Linked DNA regions of Sus scrofa: region 1 is linked to region 2. A link is a contact called in public targeted proximity ligation data. All regions are on one chromosome and are shown on one strand. The core of a region is the stretch at or near the end of the contact, and the rest is flanking DNA. Distances in the headings are between cores, read along the strand shown. Region 1 has its middle 120 kb from the start of EEA1. Region 2 has its middle 140 kb from the start of NUDT4.

The links.
Region 1: a targeted proximity ligation map of skeletal muscle shows a contact between it and region 2, with 3 times the contacts expected there. A contact is called at or near these places in 2 of 47 Hi-C or Micro-C datasets (both in skeletal muscle) and 1 of 2 datasets of targeted methods (skeletal muscle).

Annotation. Positions count from the first base shown.
Region 1 is chr5:90,012,760-90,019,542 of Sscrofa11.1, reverse strand. No RefSeq gene overlaps it. Among named protein-coding and RNA genes, the nearest start is that of EEA1, 120 kb to the left of the region's middle.
Region 2 is chr5:89,868,456-89,875,582 of Sscrofa11.1, reverse strand. No RefSeq gene overlaps it. Among named protein-coding and RNA genes, the nearest start is that of NUDT4, 140 kb to the right of the region's middle.

The DNA of each region.
Region 1 (6,783 bases), core at 2,798-5,297, 140 kb before region 2:
ATCTCTTTATTGCCTGATTGAATTCTGCATTCTTTTCATGGTCTTTTTGTCCAGCTCTGTCCACAAAAGACCCATCTGTCTGAAAACCATTAGCCTTTCTTTAGTCCAAAATTTAAGTGAATCATAGGTACTCCTTAAGTGATGTGCAAAACCCTAAAAATCTCTTTGAAATGCACATATACTAACTCGGATAGAAATCACATCACCACTTTAATCCTCATAACACCACCATCACCACAAACGCACTGGTTTAGATCACTAAAGAAGCAGCACAATAAGATAAGAGGTGATTATGCTATGAGTTTCAATGTCTCTTAAAAACATCTCTTGTTGATATTTGCTTAGAATGCTCTGTGGAAAGAACAGAGACCTTTTTGTTAGCAGTTTTTGAAAGCCCTGACTCCAAGGCAGTTACAAACTCAAGACATTGCTGGGAGAAATTCTGTTGTATGAAGACAGTTAGAGTTGGAAGGCATTTGATGATCATTCGGTCTAACCTCATGCTGTACAAAGAAGACTGAGCTCCAAAGAAAGGGGATAAGGTCGGGCAGGGGCTGGGGGGTCTCCTTCACTGTCTATCGTCTATGTTCCAGGCATTATGCAAGTTAACTTTCCATTAAGATGCACAGAGTGGCTCTTGATAGTCCTTTTCTATTCTTTTCCCCGCTTAGACACATTGCAAATGTTCCCATGCTCCACAGGTTCACTCATCTCCTTGTCTTGCATCACCTGGGCCTCCCCATCCAACATGTCAGTGGAAATAATCAGCTGCTCGGTACTTCAGATTTCCAACCCAGCCTCACATATACCCACATGCCATAGGAGCAACAGGAATCAAATTCTGATGGTCGAGAGCTGAAAAGGAGGTGAATAAGTAGAGACTCTCTTTCCAGAAATTTCGTTTAGGGGAAGGAGTGAGATTGGGCAGATGCTGGGGTAAGGATGTAGGGTCAAGAGAAGGCTGGGGAATGGGGAGAGTTGAGCATGTTCATAGATAAAAGAAAGAGGGTGTAGAGACATGGCAGAAAGGGAATGACTGACAGAGCAGGACACTAGAGAAAACCTGGGGGGTATAGGTTGAAGTGTTAAATTTGAAGGAAGGCGAGCTGCTCCATCCTCCAAGCAGGAGAAAGGAAGGTAGAGTTGGGGATTGATACTGCTGAGGCTGTTAATGAGAAAACAGTTCAGATGATTGCCCTAGAGTTTGGCTTAAGAGAGGAGGGGGAGATAGCCTAGCTGAGCATGATGCTCTAGGCTCTGAACACCTGCAGGAACTAACTAATAAGGGTGAAGGAGTGAATGAGCTAGAAGGACACTGCGGTCTGAGATTTCCAGTTGGGGTCATCCTGAGTGATGACACGGCAGGGCAGGGCTATTGAAAGACCTGCGTGGTGAAGTAGAGGCCAAGTAAAAAACACTCCGTTTGAAGCTCAAGATCAGAGGAGCCAGTGGGTTCAGGAGGGTCACCCTTTAGGACACTGGAGTCACTGAGGTTGACAATTGGCAGAAGCTGGGAGAGTGAGAGAGGTCAAGAGCCTACTGCCCAAATCTTCTGTACATACAGAGACTGATCAGCAGATTGACGCATGAGACACGGATGACCTAGGGATGTGATGTGAGCCTCAGAGCCCAAGGGAATTTTATGTGAGAGGGTGGAAGAATGGCCTGGCAACAGCTTCGGAGAGCAATGGAGACATTCTCAACTCCCAACCCGAGGGGCAGGAGGTAGGTAAGAGTAAGGTCCTTTCCCTTGAAAGGATGAAAGAAAAGCAAGGATGTCAGGGGAGACTCAGGCCTCAGCTGATGGCAGAAAATAGGGAAACATTTAGCAGAAATGCTAAGAATACAGGGACTCTGTTTATCGTGGACTAGGTTCCAGAGGCATGGTTGAGGAGGGAGTTCCGTCGTGGCGCAGTGGTTAACGAATCGACTAGGAACATGAGGTGCGGGTTCGGCCCTGCCAGTGGGTTAACGATCGGCGTGCCGTGAGCTGTGGTAGGGCAGACGCGGCCGATCCGCGTGTGGCTCTGGCGTAGGCGTGGCTACAGCTCGATTGACCCTAGCCTGGAACCTCCATATGCCGGAGAGCGCCAAGAAATAGCAAAAAAAAAAAAAAAAAAAAAAAAAAAAAAAAAAAAAAAAAAAGGAGGGATGCAGGAGAAAGACACAAAAAGCATCCTGGGGTGATAATACATAATGGAGTAAAGACTAAAGAGGTCTGTACTCAAGGATGGGAGCCACAGGAGGCAGAAGGACCTTGGGCCTCAATTCACTGTGTGACCTTAGGTGAGTTACTTCCTCTGTCTGTGTGTCAGTTTCATCAGTGTAAAATGAGGATGGTCCTGGTATTTACCTCGTAAATTTGTTCTTGCTATGAGTAGTAAATGTGTTAATGTATGGAAAATACTTAGAAAATTGACCGGCACCTAGTCCGTCCTGGGAATCATTTGTTTCCTCCAACTCCACCCATTCCCTTGCATGACAGACGTCTGGTTATATCAAACCCTGAACAATGCACCTTTACTTCCTGTCACTTACATGCAGCAAAAAAACCCAGAGTCAAAAAAAAAAAAAATCTGTTTTTTTTTGTCTCTTTAGGGCTGCACCCACGGCATATGGAGGTTCCCAGTTAAGGGGTGGAATCAGAGCTGCAGCAGCTGGCCTACACCACGGCCACAGCAGTGTCATACCTGAGCCGCATCTTCAACCTATACTGCAGCTCCCAGCAACGCTGGATCCTTAACCCACTGAGTGAGGCCAGGGATCGAACCAGCGTCCTCATGGATATTAGTTGGGTTTGTTACCGCTGAGCCATGACAGGAATTCCTTGAAGGCATTAGTTAAATGAAACAGTCACAAAAAGACGAATCAATACTGTATGATTCCATTTAACGAAGTATCTAAAATAGTCAGATTCACAGAACAGAAAGTAAACTGGCGGTTCCCAGCGGCTGGGGGCAGTGGGGATGGGACGGGGCAGGTGCTGTTCAATAGGCGTAGAGTTTGCAGGATGCGGTTCTGGAGAGCGGTCTCAGAACAACATGAATATACTTAACACGACTGAAATGTTACACTTAAAATGATGGTAAATTTTATGTTATGTTTTTAACCACAATTTTAAAAAGAAAAATAAAAAAACCCAGAATCATCTAGTATTCCCCCAACCATACACACTTTAATGATGACTAAAGTAAGGCCCAGAGAAGGTAACAGACTCATGCAAGGTCACACAGCTCACGGAGGCAGAACCTGGGCCAGAACCCATGATTCCGAGCCCAGCGGAAGGGGTCCTTCCATCGCTTCATGCTCTGAATGCCAGGCACTGAGACAATGGAAAGGATGACACACTTGATTTATCAGTAGTGACAGCGACAGTCCAATGAACCAGAAAGGGATAAAGATTCCACTCCGTGCGTATAAATGCTCATGGGCCTGTGTCCTTTCTCCAAATCTCATCAGGATTATTCCAACCAGCCCGTCTGAGAGGCCACAGTGGGAATCTCAAAGTACCACAGCGTCTCTTTCTATTCTGCGGCAGGCCTGGGAACAGAGGAGAGCAGCTTTTCTGTTCCCGGGCTGTTCCCCCCTGTAATTTAGAAGTCCAGACAGTTACACCGGAAAACCGAAAGAAAAACAGGGGCGCACTTAAAATCAAGCTCAGTGTGGGGTCTCCAACATCCAGCAAAGCTGCTGGTTAAAACTTGCTACTTTGATACCGGTTTGTTCACTTGCTCCTCTCTGGCCTCAAAGAGGACGTCTCTTTCCCATTTAGCTCCTCATTCCAAAGTCCACAAAGGAGACAACCGAAAATCTGGCCTCAGCCCAAGAAGCAGAGATGAAAACCAGACCTTTTTTCTTTTTAAGGGTGATGACCAGAGACTGACTTCTATTTTATATCAGAAATTTCTATTGTTTCCATGGCAATCATGAGTGCGGCTTGAAGATCCCCACAGGACCTGGCTTGATGAGTCCAGAAATCTCCTTAAAAGCGTCAGAGCTGAAGCCAAGACCTCCCTCGCCTCTGCTGCTCAGGTCTCCTTGACACACAAACAGCTCATGCGCACAACACCCCTCCGAGCTCTGAAGGAATTAGGAAAATCCTCCTCGCATCAGTACGGCCTTTGATGAAGACCTAAAGAAAATATTTTGGCAAGGACGTTTCTAAAGATCTGTCCACTCCAGATATATATATATATTTTTTTTGTTCTCAGCAACCCTACCGAGGCTGAATCAGGATGCCTATAAAAAGCCTCCTGTGTTCTCCCTGATGAATCCTCAGGAAGGATGGAATAGGATGGGGGTCAGAGGCTTGGAACCGGTGCCAGAGGCTGAGGCTGCCAGCTTGGCTGGGTGCGCTGGTGGCGGCCCTGAGTGCCCGTCCTCCTGCTCCTCCCCCTGGTGTGGCCTCTGCCCACACTCCTTAAGGGAGTTGGCTGGGCTCCTGGCTTGTCTCGCCTGTGTGTCTGCTAGTCATCGAACAAAATGTGGGATTACTTCCATGCCCAGTGTCCCAGATGCTCACAAGCGCAGAGCCAAGGATCAGCTGAAACAGAAGGGAGGGGACCGAGCCCAGAAGCCCTCCTGACAAGATGTAGCCGCGCGTGAGCTGTGGTTCCTGCCAGTTATTCCTGCCGTAGGACACACCTGTCAAGTAAAACCCAATGAGCCATTCAGGAAACATCCTGTGCCTCTTGTTTGGAGCTGCTCCTGGAAACAAGGACTTTCCTAAGATAGTATCGAGCATGAAAGTGGGGGAAAAGCCTCCAAGGCAGTTGGCCCCCTGCAGCCTCTCTCCCACGTGCACAATCAGAAGTCAGGAAGAGGTGAGACGGCTTTGCTGCCCCCCCCCCAAGCTCCTCCTGCCCCCACCCTCATCTACAAGGACCATCTTCACAGCCCGAAACTCCAGAGGAGCTGGCCTTGAGGTAACACCTTCCACCTCAAAGTAAACGCTGATGAAACACTTTCTCTAAGCTGAACGGTATCCACTTCTTTGTGGATGACCAGCACCTGCAAACCAAAAGGACCTGCAGGGTGGGGGCACGTACTGCCCCTGGGAACAGAAACAAAGCCTCGGAGGACCACCTGTACCACTCAACTGCCCAGAGGCCACTGGACTGAGACTCCTCCAGCAGCTCTGCCTCTGGGAGTTAATTCCAGAAGAATTTCATAGACAATTCCTTACCATCTTGTCCAAGGAAAGCAGCACTCGATACCCAGAGGAGACTATGGAAGTAGGGACCCCAGAGGATGACGAGATCCCAGGCTTAGGAAAGGTGGGGAGCACTAGAGAAAGGAGATGGCCAAGATTATCTCAAGGCAAGAGAGAAGAAACCAAAACTATTGGCTGGGGGCAGGGAGGAAGCAAAAAATGAGGGGTAGATGTTTTGAGGGATCCAGGGAGGCAGCCCTTCCCCTGGCACAAGGTGTGTGTCTAAGGGCCACAGGAGAAGTACAGAGAACACTGAGGACGGGGTTGAAATAGTTTGTTGACTACTCCTTTGGAAGGCAGCAGAAGGAACTGCATCCATAATTATGTCATCCTCCTTATAAAGATGAGGTTGAAGAGACACACTTGTTCCTTGGATCAAGACATGTCTTTTTTACAAAGCAACTCCAAACTTGGACAGGTAAGAGAAGCTGTGTAGTGTGGCGATCAGCACTGGCTTGGGAGGCTTCTCTTCTGGGCAGTAGTTAAGAACCAAATCTGGATGTTGGGGATATGGCAATGGCCATCCGGACACTGCGCGAGGGACTTTGCATTTGGGACCTTTGCGCCTCAGGCCCATATAAACAGCTGCCTACTCGGCATCCTCACTCAGATTCTACAGGCATCTCAAACTCTTTCCAAACTGAGCATCTGTTCTTCCACAGACTCCCGTTTGAACACTTTCCAGGTACTCAAGCCAAAAGCCTTGCAGTGGTATTTGATCCTCCATCACTCTTCATGCTGTACCCAATCTGTCAAGAAGTCCTGTTGGCCCTGCCTTCAAAATGTAACCCAGGGAATTCCTGTGGTGGCTCAGCAGGTTAAGAACCCAATGGAGTATTCGTAGGGTGCAGGTTCAGTCCCTGGCCTCACTCAGTGGGTTAAGGATCCAGTGTTGCCATAAGCTGTGGCATAGGTCATGGATGTGGCTCAGATCCCGTGTTGCTGTGGCTGTGGCATAGGCCAGCAGCTGCAGCTCCAATTCGACCCCTAGTCTGGGAACTTCCACATACTGCAGGTGCAACCTTAAAAAAATAAAAAATGAAAAAAAAAATGTAACTCAGAAGTTCCCTGGTGGCTCAGCAGGTTAAGGATCCGGCATTGTCACTGCTGTGGTGCAGGTTTGACCCCTGGCCCAGGAACTTCGGCATGCTGTTTGCTCAGCCAAAAAAACCAAATCCAAAACAAATGTAACTCAGAATATCTCTACTTCTGTCCACATATACTACCACCAGCCTGGTCCAGGCCACCCTCCCGTCGCAACTGAATTTTTGTCATGGTCTCGTCACTTTGTCATCTGTTTTCACTATAGCAGCCAGAGGGATCTTTTTACCATGTGAACCAAGTCGTGTCACTATACTGCTCAAAATCAGCCAATGGTTTCTCATTCGACTAGGAGTAAAAGCACTGTGCTTCCTATAGCGCTGCGATTCTCTCCCTGATACTATCAGGTGACATCTCTGCTTTCCCTGCATCAGCCCTGCAGATTTCTTTGCTTTCTCTTGAGCATTCCAGGCTCTATTCTCACATCAAGTTTTTTGCACTGGCTGTTCCTTCTGCCTGGAATGCTTGTC
Region 2 (7,127 bases), core at 2,008-4,507:
GCAGCTTCAGCTCTGATTCGACCCCTAGCCTGGGAACTTCTACATGCCACAGGTGCAGCCCTAAAAGGGGGGGAGGGGAGCTGTACCAAAAAGCGGCATCATGAAATTCCAAAACATTAGACATAAAGACAATAATGGAATCCTTCCCTTACACTATACACCAAAATTGATACCAAGTAGATTAGAGATGTAAATGTGTAAATCAAAACCTGAAAACTTTTATTTATTTATTTATTTATTTATTTTTGTCTTTTTTTTTGGCAATTTCTTGGGCCACACCCGCGGCATATGGAGGTTCCAGGCTAGGGATCTAATCGGAGCTGTAGCCACCAGCCTACACCACAGGCACAGCAACGTGGGATCCGAGCCGCATCTGAGACCTACACCACAACTCACGGCAATGCCTGATCCTTAACCCACTGAGCAAGGCCAGGGATCGAACCCGCAACCTCATGGTCCCTAGTCGGATTCGTTAACCACTGCGCCACAACAGGAACTCCAAAACCTGAAAAATTTTAGAAAAGTAAGTAGCATAAAATCCTATGTCCTTACAGTAGAGAATTATTTTTTTAAATAAGACAATAAATGCAAAGAAAAAAATGACACCTTTGACTATGCTAAATTTAAAAGTTCCATTACATCAGAGGACAGTGTAGCAGAGACTGTCTCGTTGTTCACTCATCCTTTTGTCCTTCCCTCCTGTACACACAGCCAGACTGCATTTCTCAGACTCATCTACAATAAGACATGGCCATGTGACTCATACTGGCCAATGAAACGCATTAATTTGAGGCAAGCTATCCTCCATCATTTGAAAGCTATCTGGCTAACCGTATTTTTAGTATTTCTGAGAATTCAAGACATATTTATGAAGCACTGTCTTTGAGCTCAGCATGGAAGGAGGTGCTCAGAGCAGCTAAGGACACCATTCTGGGGCCTCTCAGCTCTGCCAGCTATTAGCTAGGTGACCTTGGGCAAGTTACTTCACTTCTCTGTCCCTAATTTTTCTCATCTGTCAAATGTGAGACATAAAAAGGACATGGCCTATCACAAGCAGACATTGTGAAGTTTCAAGCATACACAGTAAGTATTCAAATACCTTGGCTTCTATTACATTTTTGAAAAGGATTTAATCTACAATTGAGTGCAAAAATGAAAGGAAAATAATAATCAATGCAATTAGAAGATTTTTCATTGTCTAGTGAAGCAGCTGACACATAGTAGGTCCTCAACAAATCTACTTTTTGAATGAACAAATGAATGAATATTAGAGTAAATAATAGTGAGAAATTTACTTAGGCAGGATAGGTATGAGCTCCTTAGCACTACTCAGCAATTGTTTTCTGTATTTCATAGTCCCAGTTTACACCAAGATCGCTTGGGAGCTATCTAAAAACACCAGTGGCTGAACCCCATCAAACAAATCAACTGAATCAAAACTTTGGGATGGGAAGTAAGTAAGCATTGGTATTTTCTTTAACTGTTCTGTTGTGCACCAGCTTCAGAATCATTGTTTTAATTCATTCTGGGTTGACTCCTTTCCTATTCCACATAGGGTAAATATTCCAAAACTTCCTTATTTCTTCTGGCCCCCAACTCTATCCCCAATGCCCTCATTATTGGCATACAGCTATTCTTCATCTTCTCTCTTCTGTCTCACTTTTTACTCTTCTCTTCCCTGCTCATCCTGGACTCCTTCACTGCCCCCATTCAAACCTGCAGTTACCCACTTTTGCACTTATACTGTTCTAATGAGTAGGTCATGCATCTGCCCACTGTCCAACTAGACAGTGAATTCTCCAGAGGCAGGGTCCATTCAATCTCTGCAGTCTCTCTCTCTATGAAGACAGGTGATAGTATGTTCCCTCGGTGGTCAAGGGAGAAAAGCTGATGCCCAGTATATGAGAAGCACTTTTTTTTTTTTGGCCATGCCATAGCATGTGAAGTTCCCAGGCCAGGGATCAAACCTGTGTCACAGCAGCAACCCAAGCTGATACAGTGACCCTGGATCCTTAACCCTCTGCTCCCCAAGGGAACTTCCTGGTAAGTACTTACAAAATGTCACTGAATGGGGAGGTGGGACCTTTACCTGGGCCTTGAAAGGTCAGTAAGAATCAAGAAAGAAAAGAGTAGATTTTATAAGAGGTATAGAAAACAAAACCTAAAATATGGAATTCAGAACATCAGCATTTAACTCCCCCTAGAACTTTCAAGAAACTATCACCATTAAACTTCAATAACACATATGAATCACTACTACTTGTTGTTGCAACTAAAATATGGCTTTTGAAAGTACTTTGTCAACTACGAAAGGCAATATAAATGGAAGAATAGTACCAAGAGGAAAAGAGAGCACAAGAGAGAGACAAATCCACAAAAAGCATCATTTTATTTCACCATGGAAATACAACTGCAACTTCCTCTCTTGTTTCTCAGTGTCCATATCTGTAAAATGGAGATAGTAGTAATACCTCCTTCCATAGGATTGCTGGGATGATTAAATGAATTAATAAATATGAAAAGTGTAGCAGATTATGTTGCATATGGTAAGCACAATATTGTTTATTATTATTATACCCAAAATGTTAATGCTTGCACCTTTCAATTAGGAAAGGAAAAGAAGAATGACTTTAGGAAAGAGGAGGATGACCAGGCACATTTCATAAGCTACCTAGGAGTTCCCTGGTGGCTCATCAGGTTAAGGATCTGGTGTTATCTCTGCTGTGGCTTTGGTTCCATCCCCGGCCCTGGAACTTTTGCATTCCACATGTGTGGCCAAAAAAAAATTACTATATGAAGCTCCCTGGTGGCTCAGGGCATTAGGTATCTGGCATTGTCACTGCTGTGGCCTGGGTTGGATCCTTAGCCAAGGAACTTCTGCATGCCACAAGCTCAGCCAAAAAAACAAGAGCCATTTGATTTGAATTCTCTCTACAAAACTGTTAAGTAGGTAACACTGTGGCTGTTTTATAGCTAAGGACATAGAGGCTCCAAGCCATATGGCTCTTCAGGGCACTTCAGGCACATTCTCATTCTATAGGGCAACGCAAGCACTTTCTCTTTCAGAGAAGACCTCCTTGTTTACTGAAGCCATTAATTCCTTGGGCACAATCCCATTATAATGTGCTAGAGATCATTAAAGCTGTTCAGCTCTGCTAAATGGCACCGTAATCAAACTGTCAAGGAGGCTTGGAAACTCAAAGACTGCTGTTAAATCATCCTTCTGGCCTCTCGTTGCCAGGGAACGTAATCTCAGTTCCTTTAACCTTTCCTCACAGGTGTTACTTTCCTAGCGCTTAGTCATTGTCCCTCTCCTCTGCAGTCCTGAATTTCAGAGGGAACTGAGAGAGGCGGACTTGGATACCACCTCTTCTCTCCCTACAGGTCCCACCCCTTCTCTTGGCTCTTTTTGGCAATGCTGGTTAATATCATCAGAGGTTTGTCTAATTTTCTTAGTTTTCTCAAAGAAGCAAATTGCCATGGTTCATCCCATTTATCTTTGTATTCGATTTTATTGCTGGCCATTCCTTGTTTAAAATTATTGAGCTGTAATTTACATGTTGTAAAGTCGCCCCTTTTAATATATAATCCTATGAGTCTCAACAAATGCATACAATGATAGAACCACAAGAAGATATATTTCAATTATCTCAAAAAGCTCCCTTGTGGCTCTTTGTGGCCCGTTAGCCCCTGGCAAATATTCTCTTCGGTCTCTAGAGTTTTGCCTTTTCCCAAATGTCACATAAATGGAATCAGATGATAGGATTTTGAGATTTTTGAGTCTGGATGGTTTCATTTAGCAGAATGCATATTGAGATTCAATTCGTATTCAACATGTATTGTATCACAAGTTAGTTCCTTTTACTGCTCATTATTTGGATGGACAATAGTTTGTTTATTCATTCACCAGTTGAAGGACATTAGGGTTGTTTCTAGTTTGGGGTGTTTATGAATAAAGCTGCCATAAACATTTGCATACAGGTTTTTGCATGAACATAAGTTTTCAGTTCCCTCAGGCAAACACTTAAAAGTGGGATTACTCAGTCATATGGTAAGTATATTTTAATTTTATGAGAAACTGCCAAACTGTTTTCTAAAATGGCTTTGTCATTTTGCATTCCTACACCATGGGCAAGAGTTCTACTTACCCTGCATCCTCATCAGCACTTGATATTATCAATTTTTATTTTATGTTATGTTATTTTACTTTACTTCAGTTTAGCCATTCTTTTATGTGTATAGCTTCTCAGAGTGGTTTTCATTTGCATTTCTCTAACAATGTTGAGCATCTTGTATGCTTATTGAGAATTTATATATTTTTAAGTTTCTTTTCAAGTTATTTGTTCATTTTGTAAATCGGATTTTTCCCTTAGTTCTTTTTTTTTTTTTTTTTTTTTTTTTTTTTTGCCTTTCTATAAGGCCGCACCCGCTGCATATGGAGGTTCCCAGGCTCAGGGTCTAATGGGAGTTGTAGCCACCAGCCTATGCCAGAGCCACAGCAATGCCAGATCCAAGCCTAGTCTGCAACCTGCAACACAGCTCATGGCAACACCGGATCCTTAACCCGCTGAGCGAGGCAAGGGATCAAACCCACAACCTCATTCTTCCTAGACAGATTCCTAGACAGATTCCTTAACCACTGAGCCATGACGGGAACTCCCTGAGTTTTGAAAGATCTTATACATTCTGGCTAAAAGCCCTAATATTCCTGCTTACTTTTTTAATCTTCCTAAAGGGAAGATATCAGACACTTCTGAGAAGAGAATAGAGATGGTGTTTAGCCCATACTTATTCGTCACAAGGGAGACAGATGTTTATAGAAGACAGGAAAGGCCTTGATTATATAGTAACCTAGAATTTTTCATTCTCTTCATCTTATTCCATACAAGTTAAAACAATATGGTGGAGGATCTATGGTCAGAGAGAAGAAAGACATAATATAACACAAAAAATTTCTAATAGTGGGCTAAAACCAGTAAGGGAAGAGCTAGATTAGTAGCTGTTTCACTTTGAGACTAGACCAGGAGTTGCCATTTTTGTTCTATCCTTTCTCTTAAGAGTTAAGAATCTCCCTTACTTCCTGCATCTCCAGCTCCAATGCGACACATCAGTCTGGCTGAATACCTGAGTCAGAATCAGAGAGAATGAGATTGGTCCTGAGAAAAGGGAACCAAGAAAGGAGAAGAAGAGGAGATCCCTGGTGCCTTAGGAGAACTCGGTATGTACTAAGCCGTGACTTTACTAGACTCCCAGAGCATGTGTGATCAATAGAAATATTTTTAGGTAGCAAAGTCTGAGAGGTGGTAATCTACTTGGGACTGCTGGAAAATCATGAAGGGCATGATGCTGTGTTTGCAAAGTTCTTCACAATGGATTGCAAATATCAATTCTCCACATCAAAGAAGAGAGCAAAGGTGAAGCTTTTTAGTAATGGACCATAACATCCCACCTCCTAGCCATTATGGACAGAATTAGGAAGAGAATGAGCCCAACTCCCTATCTGTGTTCCCATTACACAGCTCTCGCTAAGGAAAGATAGGTGGAAAGATAGATGGATAGACAGATAGATAGATGATAAATAAATATATAATCACTGGCTTTTAACTCTAATCGAATAATCCTAGAATTTCTGATTCTGTATTACTTACTTGATCTGAGAATATGTTGTGGTTTTGAAGCACTCATAGCATCTAAGAAATGAAAAAAGACAAATTCAAAGTGCTTGACCTTTCTACGGTAAACCTAAATAGTCAATCTACTTTCATTTCCTTTCTCTTATGTCAAAATAGACAGTTAAACCTCAAGTACAGAAATGCGAATTTCTGTTGGCACAGATGATACCAAATGTACCCCAGTAAATCGCTACATGTCTTGACCTCTACAGCTCTTCTGCTGCTCCCTATATTTTGGACTGAGTATTTCCTTAATTGTCTCTACTTACATAGGTCAGTTCCACCTCATGGAAGTGTGTGTAAGATGAGCGGTTCTGAAAATACGTCATCATGGATCATCAGTTATAATGAGAAGTAGATTAAGCCAGGGGCACACCATCAAATGATCTGCCAGAGGTACAGTTGACAAAGTCTTCATCAGTCATTACTGATATAAATACCATCCTCCTCAGCGGACCATTTGCAATGTGTCTCTCAGAGCTAAATCAGTACTCTTAATTGCAACATCAGTTATGGGCCCTGCTCAATGATGAGACGAGCAAAGATATGAGGATGTTCTCAGCCAAAGCTATTTATACACACCGCACGGTCCTAAATTATCTGGCAGGGAGGGGATGGGAAACGGCAGAAAGTTGACAGGACTGAAAACTGAATCCATCCCCCACTTTTTGGACCATTCCCACAAGAGAGACTATTCTAGGCACCTCCTTTCTGAGAGAAAAAGGTAAGAAATCTCAAATCCTGTGAGAATGCCGTCTACCCAGGTGTCAACTGACATTTCACTGCTAATACTCCTTTTTATTGTGTGAGTCCAAAACTTTAAACAGACTACGGGAAAGAAAATTCAAGTTGCATATATATCAGATTAAATGAGGAGTCTTCGTAGACTCTCCTTTTGTCCTTAAAATAGAATAAGGTTGTAGAGGAGAAAATTGATTTGGTTATTTCAGAACTTGGAGAATAAAAAGTCCAGACTTCAATATAAAAACTTTCTGCAACATAATATATAAATGTTAATTACATATTCATTAACTGATATATTAAATGCCAGAGATTCAAAATAAATACAGGAAGAATAGTAAATGTATGATATATTGGGGAAGAAATAGTTATAATTGTAACTTCATTCATTTAGTGCTTCTATGTGTCAAGAGACTGAATGCTAAGAACCCTGCCTATAATATCTCAATGAATTCTTCCTACAACTCAATAATAGATATGTTATTGTCCATGTGTTATTGATAAGGAAACTATGGCTCAAAACATCAACTGGTATAAGTCACATACCATTTTTTAAATTTATTTTTTGATTGTTTTTCTTTTTTTCTTTTTTTTCTTTTTACAGCCACACCTGTGGCATATGGAAGTTCTGAGGCTAGGGGTTGAATACGCCATAGCTACAACACCACCAGATCCAAGCAATGCTGGATCCTTAACCCACTGAGGGAGGCCAGG